2 separate regions of the Mus musculus genome follow, and region 1 is linked to region 2. A link is a contact called in public HiChIP or PLAC-seq data. All regions are on one chromosome and are shown on one strand. Each heading gives the region's core, a stretch centred on a gene start, on an enhancer-like site or on the middle of the called end of the contact. The rest is flanking DNA. Distances are from core to core; before and after follow the strand shown.

Evidence for each region. HiChIP or PLAC-seq counts read pairs in DNA pulled down with a chosen protein or histone mark.
Region 1: a contact with region 2 is called in an H3K27ac HiChIP or PLAC-seq map of trophoblast stem cells, with 14 read pairs. The contact joins two enhancer-like sites. A contact is called at or near these places in 3 of 39 promoter capture datasets (embryonic stem cells, hippocampal neurons and liver), 8 of 115 datasets of contacts at active chromatin or transcription factors (embryonic stem cells, neural tube, stem cell-derived neural progenitor cells and 1 more) and 1 of 9 other capture datasets (adipose tissue).

Annotation. Positions count from the first base shown.
Region 1 is chr6:5,045,299-5,050,320 of GRCm38.p6, forward strand. It overlaps Ppp1r9a (protein phosphatase 1, regulatory subunit 9A), which reads left to right. Exons shown (of 16, transcript NM_001363809.1): 3 at 638-770. Gm52886 (a long non-coding RNA gene) reads right to left here. Exons shown (of 3, transcript XR_003956395.1): 2 at 4,623-5,022; 3 at 764-2,551. Among named protein-coding and RNA genes, the nearest start is that of Gm52886, 6.9 kb to the right of the region's middle. Within about 2 kb of position 3,288, at least 5 of the 459 cell types and tissues checked have an H3K27ac peak or open chromatin away from gene starts, as enhancers often do. A contact at or near this core is called in trophoblast stem cells, where this site is marked.
Region 2 is chr6:4,731,496-4,736,231 of GRCm38.p6, forward strand. The region is part of intron 1 of Sgce (sarcoglycan, epsilon); the gene reads right to left. Among named protein-coding and RNA genes, the nearest start is that of Sgce, 13 kb to the right of the region's middle. Within about 2 kb of position 1,861, at least 52 of the 459 cell types and tissues checked have an H3K27ac peak or open chromatin away from gene starts, as enhancers often do. A contact at or near this core is called in trophoblast stem cells, where this site is marked.

The DNA of each region.
Region 1 (5,022 bases), core at 2,038-4,537, 320 kb after region 2:
TCATCACACAAAGCACTCCATGGCCCTGCTGTTTCTTCAGTTATTGAAAGTGATAAAGTGTCTCGTACCATTTTAATTTAGTAAGTTACTTTTATTTGCATTCAATTTTCCTTTTCCTAACATCTTGATTAATTTTAAATATCAAATGATTGTTAGGAGAAAGGTATCAGCGACTGGGGTGAGGGTCACTAGGTTGGAGAGCAAGCCTAAGGACCTGAGTTCAAATCCCCAGAAACCATGTAAAAAGCCAGGCACGGCCCACATGTTATCCCAGAAATATAGGTGAGCAGAAACAGGGCTTTGTGGACTTACAGGCTGGCAGATCAGCTCCAGTTTGAGTGAGAGACCCCGCCTTAAGGGAGTGGAGAGAGTGATGTCTCTGTACTTTATATGAGCATCTCACATGCCACACACGTGCACACACATACATGCACACATACACAGAGACACACAGACATGCACTCAACATATATACTACATTCATTTTCAGATACATCTGTGAATGAACATACTCATAGCATTTTTTAAAAGAACAAGAAATATGTCATTGTGTTTGTTTTTTTCATTAAATTGTGTAGTTTGATACTGAATGGCATCTTTTCTGTATGACCATTTTTTTCTTGGCCTTTTCCTGTAGGTTTTCAACACATACTCCAATGAAGACTATGACCGGAGAAATGACGACGTTGACCCTGTAGCCGCATCTGCTGAGTATGAGCTTGAAAAGCGAGTAGAAAAACTGGAACTTTTCCCAGTGGAACTGGAGAAAGGTACACAGGATTCCAGTGTGCGCATTTTCATGTCTGTGCTGGTAACATTATTGACTTTTCCAGAGGGTAGATTGTTTCTAAGAATTGAGTAAGGTTGTAACTCTCTCTGAAGTTTACCAGGTTTCAAAATGAGTTGATGCAGATTTTGAGTCAATAGTTTACTAAATGACACCCCCATCTCACCAGCTCCCAAACAACCCAGTTCCTTTGTCTGGCTGGGATGCAGGATCATATGGTAGACGTGCTGGCTGGTTTTATGTCAACTTGACACAATGTAGAGTCTCTCGAGAGGAGGACGCCTCAGTTGAACCGGGAACTTAAGCAGGGAAGGAACTGATGCAGAGGCCATGGACGGATGCTGCTTACTGCTTGCTCCTCATGTCTTGCTCACCCTGCTTTCTTATAGAACCCAGGACCGCTCATGATAGGCTGGACCCTCCCACATCAGTTATTAGTTAAGAAACTCAGGTGTTCCTATCTGGGTTTTGATGGTGAGCCGTGATGTGGAAGTGTGAACCAAATAAACCCTTTCCTTTGAAAGTTGCTTTTGTCTTGGTAATAGTGACCCAAGCTCAGACAAATTGGTACCGCGATCACGCGTGACACACCTGCTAAATTATTTTTGGGAGGATCGTGAAAGGAGTTTCAAACATTGGACTAGAAAAGCAATAGTAACCCAGACCAAGATTGTGTGTGTGTGTGTGTGTGTGCGCGTGCGTGCGTGTGCGTGTGTGTGTGTGTGTGTGTGTGTGTGTGTGTGTGTGTGTCTTATTACTTTGTTGGTGTTACTGGAAGGGCTGGTGAAGGTTAAAGTCTACAGGAGGCTGATCTTGAGGAAAAGGTTTGAAGTTTTCTGGTTTGGGGTAGAGAATTTCAGAATGCAGTGATGATGGGAAGTCTCTCTGGAAACTTGGAGTGAAGATTTAGAGGAAGATGGTGAGATGCAAACCTTTCAAACAGAAATGCTCCATTCTGTGTCTCTGAGAAAACTGAGACAGAGAAGGAGGAAGAGGAAGCAGACGCGTTTGTCTTGCATTTTCCTCTTGGAACAACGGCCTGTCTGCTACAGAAGCCTTTGGTGCCTGGAGCAGAGATGGTTGTGCTTGTGTTCCCGTGCGATGAGCAGCCCGGAACTGGGTTGTGCCCTGTGAGCAGAACACTAACAGATCTGAAGAACACTAACAGATCCGACAAGCCTTTTGAATGGAGGCAGATAGATGCCGTGAAAAGTCAAAAGAAAAGAAAGTCACTACAGATAGTAAACACTGGCTTTAAAAGGATGTTCTTCATCACACTACCAACAGGAAATTCATGGATTTCCAAGTGAAAAATTTGGCTACAGACGTTGAGGTGACAAGCATGTCTATTGTTGAGACTCACTTTGGTGACCTCGGAGGCCCAGAGGAAGAAATGTCCCCAGATCCATTTCAAGTGACTGCAAACACCCAAGAGAACCAGGAATAGCACTAACACATGAAGTGTAGACAACAGAAGGGAAACAGAACAGTGAAGGGGATACACAGTTACAATAGGAGGAGGAGAAAACGCAGGATAGATCTCCGACAAAGTGGGAGTCCTATTGGATAAAGATGAAATAAGAATCTTACATATTATAAAAGAACAAAGTAAAAGAAGAAGTGGAAGTATTTGAAACAGCTGGAATAGTATCAGGTATTCTCCAGTCTTGGGAGCCATCCTGCAGTGTGCGGCATCATGGTCCACAGAGTGAAAAGGAGGTGTCCCCAGAGTCCCATGTGCACTCCAGGGGGCGTTTGCTTCTCCTGAGGAAAGAAGAGATTTTGCTGGTTTGTAAAGTTTTCATGAACACAAGTTATCTGAGAAATTTGCTTCCAGCTATCAAGGAGGAAGAGTCACAATCTACTTGTTCAAACAGTAAAGATGGGAATTCTGTATAAATGTGAAATATAAAACTGTATGGATAATGTAATAGTTAGATCATATGGTGACTGCTCCACCTTCCACTGAGTATGGCTGACTACTCCAGTTGAGGGACACATTCATTTGGAGTTAAACGGAAACAGAGTGTTGCTCTCATTTTTGTATATTTAAAAATATACATGAAGGGTCTTATGAAATACAGCTAGTGTGTCACATGGCTGATAAGAATCAAACTTGAGAAAAGTCTAAGTATTTATGAGAGGCGTGACAGCATACCTAGTCAGTGAGCAACTGTGACTGCAGTTCATGCAGCAGTGTGTGTGGCCTCTACAAGCATAAGGTTGAGGACGTAGAAAGAGGAAATCACAGAGGTCACTCAGCTCTGCTTCCAGCTGATGTGAATTTCAAACCCAGAGAAAACTGAACAGCATATAGCTGAACACAACTATATGAGATACACAGGTGAGTAGTTGTTTTTATTATTAATTATTATTAAGTTGGTGTTTTCGGAGGACAGATGCATTGCCACCAAGAGTTAAGGAAAGCTGGGGCAGGTGCATAAGAACCTGCTCTGCAGTGGCTGTGGCTTCTGTGTTTAACAGGGTAAGGACTTTTGTTTACCTTTCTTCTGGTTGCCCAGGTAGCCCTTCAGTTCTGTAGTAGCTCTGACAGGTCTCCAACATGTGATCCTCCTGCCTCAGCATACAAATCCTAGTTTCATAAGCCTCTTCCACTTTGTGTATATTTCCCAGTTTGCTCTTGGGGTCTGAGATATGGTTTCACTAGCCCAGGCTGTCCTGGCATTGCTGATTTTTCTCTCTGTCTCTGGGATTACAGTGCCAGGCTTGCTTACTCTCTTCTTTAAACATATTTCACAGACTAACAGTTGAATACGCTATAGTGTGTGCATTTATTTCACTTGAAATTTAAAGTGGAAAAATTAACTAACCAAAGGAATAAAGTTATTCCAAGTTTCACTACATTTCTTTCTCAAGTAGACCTAACAGGCAGAATACAAATTAGGAGTAGATTAATAAAAACAAATCCATTTAAGGCTGTCTATGAAGGCAAAGCACACAGCTGATAGAAAACGAGATTGTTTTTTTAAAGGAAGAACAATCTTAAATTTAAACAAAAATTAGAATCTTAGTACTATCATGAGAATCTGGAAACTATAAAATTCTTAGATACATATTTGACAGAAAATTGAAGCTATTATTACCATCTGTCTTGGAAAGGGATATTTTTTCATGTAAAATATACAGTAAAAGCCTTACTCAAAATAAAAATTACATTAGTGTCTTTCTTTAAAATAAACATTTAAGAAAAAAGTCATTGTCTGTGAAATTAGAAGGTTCAGATGTTTTTATTTAAAGGTTTTCAAAAACTGTAGATGAAAAAGCTAACAGGGTGGTTAGCTGTACACTTCAAAATGTCTTTAAGGTGTTTAAGAAGTCCTTGGATAGAAGATCACAGAGTTGTCTTGTCCCAGTGGGTAATTCCACAGCAGGTGAACAGTGCTAATAAGAAAAATAAAAACTGCCAGAGCAGCAGTGGTGCACGCCTTTAATCCCAGCACTTGGGAGGCAGAGGCAGGCGAATTTCTGAGTTTAAGGCCAGCCTGGTCTACAGAGTGAGTTCCAGGACAGCCAAGGCTACACAGAGAAACCCTGTTTTGAAAAACCGAGAGAGAGAGAGAGAGAGAGAGAGAGAGAGAGAGAGGGGCTGATTCTCGACCATATAAATATTCCCATGAAAATCTGTCTGCCCAAAGCTTGTTCTTCATAACTTGATTTTTAATAATTTAATGACTGTCTGCTATGTGATGTTTAACCGATTTTTTTTAGTGTACAAAGATCATGTTTCCCAAATCTAATCTGTACAATTTCAGATAGTTGACAGCTATCAACTTTTTGTCTTAACTAATGCAAAACACAACAAGTGGTGAGAAACCTGAGCAGATAAATGTATTCCGTGCGTGGTTGGTGCTGCCGTCAGTCTGGATTTCTGCAAAGCAGGATGGTTTAGGGAAGGTAGAAGCAGCAAGTGTACATCCTTCCCCTCCCCCTCTTCTTCTCCTCAGCCTTCCTCCTCCTCTTCCTCCACTTCCTCCTCTTCTTCCTCAAAAAATAAACAAGAACAAACCCCAGCACATGCTGTCATTACTACGTGATTTTCACATAGTATCTACACTTCTCAGAGCAGCAAGGACTTTTGAAACTATGAAATATCACTGACCTATCATCAAACATAGGCATAAAATTAAAGAGTTGAAAAATATTCAAAACAAAACAAAACAAAAAAACAAAAACAAACCTGCTTAGCCCTGATCCCCAATCTGGGAGGATTTGGT
Region 2 (4,736 bases), core at 611-3,110:
TGGTGCACATACATAAACCCAAGAGTTCGTGCATACCCATAAAATAAGGAATAAGAAAGGATGCATAAATCAGCAGGGATAATAAATATAGAATGTATTAATACACATACTTAAATTGCAAAATCAGAGAACATCTCAACCAAGAAAAGACAGGGGCAGTCACAGGTTGGACAACCGAGTCAGAAATGCCACATCCTCCGATGAAGGGAGATGTCAAGGAAGAGGGTATGATCCCTTGCTATAAAATGACCAGAGGATGAGAGCGAGATCAAGGACTCCTAGCTTTCAAAAGCAGAAAATTTACGTGCAGACTCCTTGAAAACAGAGTTCTAAGAGACTGGGGAAGGGAAGAGCCAAATGGCAAAGGTCAAGATGCAGAAGCTGCCAGGGAGATGAGATCAGCCAGGACAAGGAAGCAAAGGCAGCGACCGGGGGCCGGGGGCAGGGTGAGGAAAGGGAGGGTCCTCCAACAGGGGGTTCTATCCACAGGTTCTAGGAAAGATACGGGGAGAGAACAAGAGAGCAAAGATAAAGAAAACGAGACACAAATCCAAGAAAAGTAGAACATATAGGGCCAGAAATAGAGGATATGAATAAAGAAAATACGTCCTGAATGAGAAAGTAAGGGAAAGAGAAGCGTCCTGTGGAGTCTAACAACGCTTGTGTCTCCATCATGCCAGGAATTATGTACGGATTTTCTTTTCACATTAACTCTTCAGCAAAATATTTAACAAACTAAATTATGAAAATACTAAGTTCCCCATATTAAAAAAAAAAGCGATTCAAAATCTAGGTTCTAGCTGGGTGTGGTAGCTCATGCCTTTGATCCCTGCGTGTGCTGGTGAAGGAGGCTGGAGAAGGGGATCAACGAAGCGTCCCTGCTTCAAAACAAACAAACAAAACCCACAGAAACCTAGGCCATTAAAAAAAGAAAAAGAAGCAACAATGAAACAAGCAAAGTCTTATGGGAAGTACAAGTGAAGGCCTCTAACAAACTACTCGGCTGGCATCAGTTTTAAACTCTGTGGATTTAAGCAAACCAGCTTTATCTACTAAATGACCAGTCTTACGAGTGATTTTCCTAATCAGTGGTTGAGTTGTGTTATGACCTTATGAAATTATGAATTTCTAAAACTAGATGAAACAAATGGTAGGTGTTCCCAATAACTTAAATTTAAAACAAAATCCAAAACACTAAGAATGCCTTATGTCCCAGACGGCTCCCCTCCAGGAGACTCTTCATTATTGATTTGAAAGGCAACAGGGCTGCTTACGCACCTAGGCAGCCCCTTCAGAATAAGTGCCCATGGGCGCCAAAAGGTTTATAACAAATAGACACACCACACATATCCATGACTCTATAAAAGAAAGTCCAGGCAGATGGGCTACACTACTTCAACATGTGGTTCTCATAAATAATTATGAAGTCCCCAAGACTGACAAATCCAAAGGGGTAGGAGAGAGTAGTCCGATTGCTTAGGATGCAGCAAAACAGGAGGGACCCAGCACTGGAAACCCCTGCCTTCTTACTTCCAGGTAATCTCATGGAACAATCAGGACATGTGAGTCACCGCTGGGCTGACGGGGGATAGAGAAGCCCACCCTAACAGAATCGCTCGGGAAGCAGATGACAAAAGCTACTTTCCTTTCCAGCATGGGCAGCAGCATTTAGATTTTACTGGCAGACTCCAGCAAAGAGCTTTCACATATTGTTTCTCCCAATCCTTACAAACCCAGGTGAATCTATCAATGTGTTTGAAGATTACAGAGGCTTAATCTTAAGGCCCAAGGTAGTAAATCCAGCAAGCAGCCGCCCAGGAGCTTCTCTGCTGCCTGCGAGATGAGTCATCACAAGGGAAGCCTGGGCTGAGAAACCAGATAGCACTGGCTTGACCCCTTCCCCCATTAGTGAACTAGTCTTCAGACTGTACTGCACGTAGGAATCACAGTTGAGAGTTCATACAAAATCACACGGTTGTACTTTAGGAGTCAGTGGTCTGACGGATTTATGTGCATACCTTTAAGTCTGAGATTGTCGTCCACGCACTCTCTTTTTCAGAAGGTGACCAACCTGGCATAAGCGTTGCCAGTCACTTTGGGATCTTGGCTGGTAAACGCTTCAGCTCTATACTTCCCGGGTGCTCTACAGAGACAGCCTGGATGTCTTTCATAGCAATTCTTTTTTTTTTTCCCGAGACAGGGTTTCTCTGTGTAGCCCTGGCTGTCCTAGAACTCACTCTGTAGACCAGGCTGGCCTTGAACTCAGAAATCCGCCTGTCTCTGCCTTCCGAGTGTTGGGATTAAAGGCGTGTGCCACCACACCCGGCTTCTTTCATAGCATTTTTTAAAAAAATCTAACCAGTGTCCTAATTGTCAAGGATTACCGTAGGATAGAACCCTTGCATACATCTCAGAGGAGCTTCTGTACCTTAGGGGCCTCAGTGCTTGGAGACCTTTTTTTTTTTTTTTTTTTTTTTTTTTGGATGTAAGAGGAAACCCAGCTTTTCTTTTAAAGTGTGCGTGTGTGTGTGTGTGTGTGTGTGTGTGTGTGTGTGATATGTGCATGGGGACTGAGCATGTCATGTTATCCATACAGAGGGGTCAGAGGAAAGTTTATTAAGTCAGTCAGTCCCTTCCACTTTATATCGGTCCTAGGGACATGACTCAGGTCTTTGGATTTCATGGAACAGCGCCTTTCCGTGGGGCTACTTCACTGATCCATGCACACTCACTTTAATCAAGTTCATATTAATTCATATAATAGCTGACTGACCTCAGAAAACTGAAGCCCGACGACTCTAAATAAAAGGATAAGTACCGTGGCTCAGTTCACCAGGCAAGAGTTATAGAAGGCGAGACACTGTAAACCACACACTGACCAAAAAAAAGAAAAAAAAAAGGTTACTCTCTGCTGGGGATGTGGGGAGCTAACGTTTGGTAGCTTTATTTTCATTAGAAGACCAATGTGAGAAAAAAAAATTCTTTTAAAAAACTATCATTCAAATACCTTTCCTGCACACCACTTTTCAAGACTAGATCTAATGTGTAAAATAATGTCAACCTCTATAGACAGGTTATTGGATGAACTCCAGAGGCAACGCACTGTCTTCAGAAATCATTAAAGGAAGCGGTTCCTGATCATTTGTCACAATTACACCTACAATGCTGCTTTCTCTAACGGGAAAACACAAAGGCAGAGAGCGCCATGAGTCCTGCAGTTATGCGCGTACAGTAAGAAACTGTTCGCATAATTTGCTGGACCCTCCATGTCCACAGCATAGCCAAGTCTTCAATGCGTCCCCTCCAAGAGTCAAAGCTGAATGAATCTGAAGGTGGCTGGCTTGTCCTCCCGTTCCCGAGAAACCGTACAAGGCTTAAAAGTTTGTCTTAAGATGTTCTCAATCATTTGGAGGCTTGTAGCAGCATAAAGAGTTTTCATCTAGTCGGGGGCAAGCAGTCTCTGAAGAGAGAATATTGCTCTTTCCCAACCTGGGTAATTTGCAGACTAGGGGAGGAGGGAGTTGCTCTTTAATACAAGCAATTGAAGAGCTATGAATAGTGACTGATTGCTGATGGGCTAATCAGAATGACAAGAAACAGAAATAATAAATAATAACTTGCTCAGACATCACTGTCCAAGTAAACAGCAGGATATGCCAAATGAAATTTAATCTGATTAGCACACTCACCTTACAAATGAACTATCAAACCTTATCACACTTCTCTCTGGGTTCTGCTTCCCTTATTTCTTTACATATTATTCTACTCTAAGGCTTTGCTGAAGTTGTCTGTAGAGTTCACATCTTCCATAGCTCTTCCCTTCTATGACAGCCTTCAAAACCTTTTTCTTTTCCCTTTTTAAAAAATCAAAAAAAATTTAGCATCATGTCTGTGTGAATGTGTGTCTCTGTGTGTGTGTGTGTGTCTGTGTGAGTGTGTGTATGTGTCTGTGTGTGTGTGTGAGTCTCTGTGTGTGTGTCACTGTGTGTGTGTCTGTGTGAGTGTGTGTGTCTCCGTGTGTGTGTGTGTGTGTGTGTCTGTGTGAGTGTGTGTGTATGTGTCTGTGTGTGTGTCTGTGTGTCTGTGTGAGTGTGTGTGTATGTGTCTGTGTGTGTGTCTGTGTGTGTGTCTGTGTGTGTGTGTGAGTCTCTGTGTGTGCGTATGTGTCTGTGTGTATGTGTGTGTATGTGAGTGTAGGTGTGTTTGTGTGAGTGTCTGTGTTTGCCTGTGTGTGTGTGTCTATGTGAGTGTAGGTCTGTGTGTTTGTGTGAGTGTCTGTGTTTGCCTGTGTGTGAGTGTGTGTGTGTGTGTGTCTGTGTGAGTGTAGGTCTGTGTGTGTGTGTGTGAGTCTCTGTGTGTGTGTCTCTGCGTGTGTGTCTGTGTGAGTGTGTGTGTCTCCGTGTGTGTGTGTGTGTGTGTGTGTTTGTGTCTGTGTGAGTGTAGGTCTGTGTGTTTGTGTGAGTGTCTGTGTTTGCCTGTGTGTGTGTCTCCGTGTGTGTGTGTGTGTGTGTGTGTGTGTCTGTGTGAGTGTAGGTCTGTGTGTTTGTGTGAGTGTCTGTGTTTGCCTCTGTGTGTGTGTGTGTGTGTGTGTGTGTGTGTGCGCGCGCGCGCGTGCAGGCGTGAGTGTGTCTGATGTCTGTGGGTGCGTGCCCATGCCACAGTGTATGTTTGGAGATCAACAGAAAATCTTGTGGAATCACTTCTCTCTTCTCACCTGGGCATGGGGTCCAGGGAGT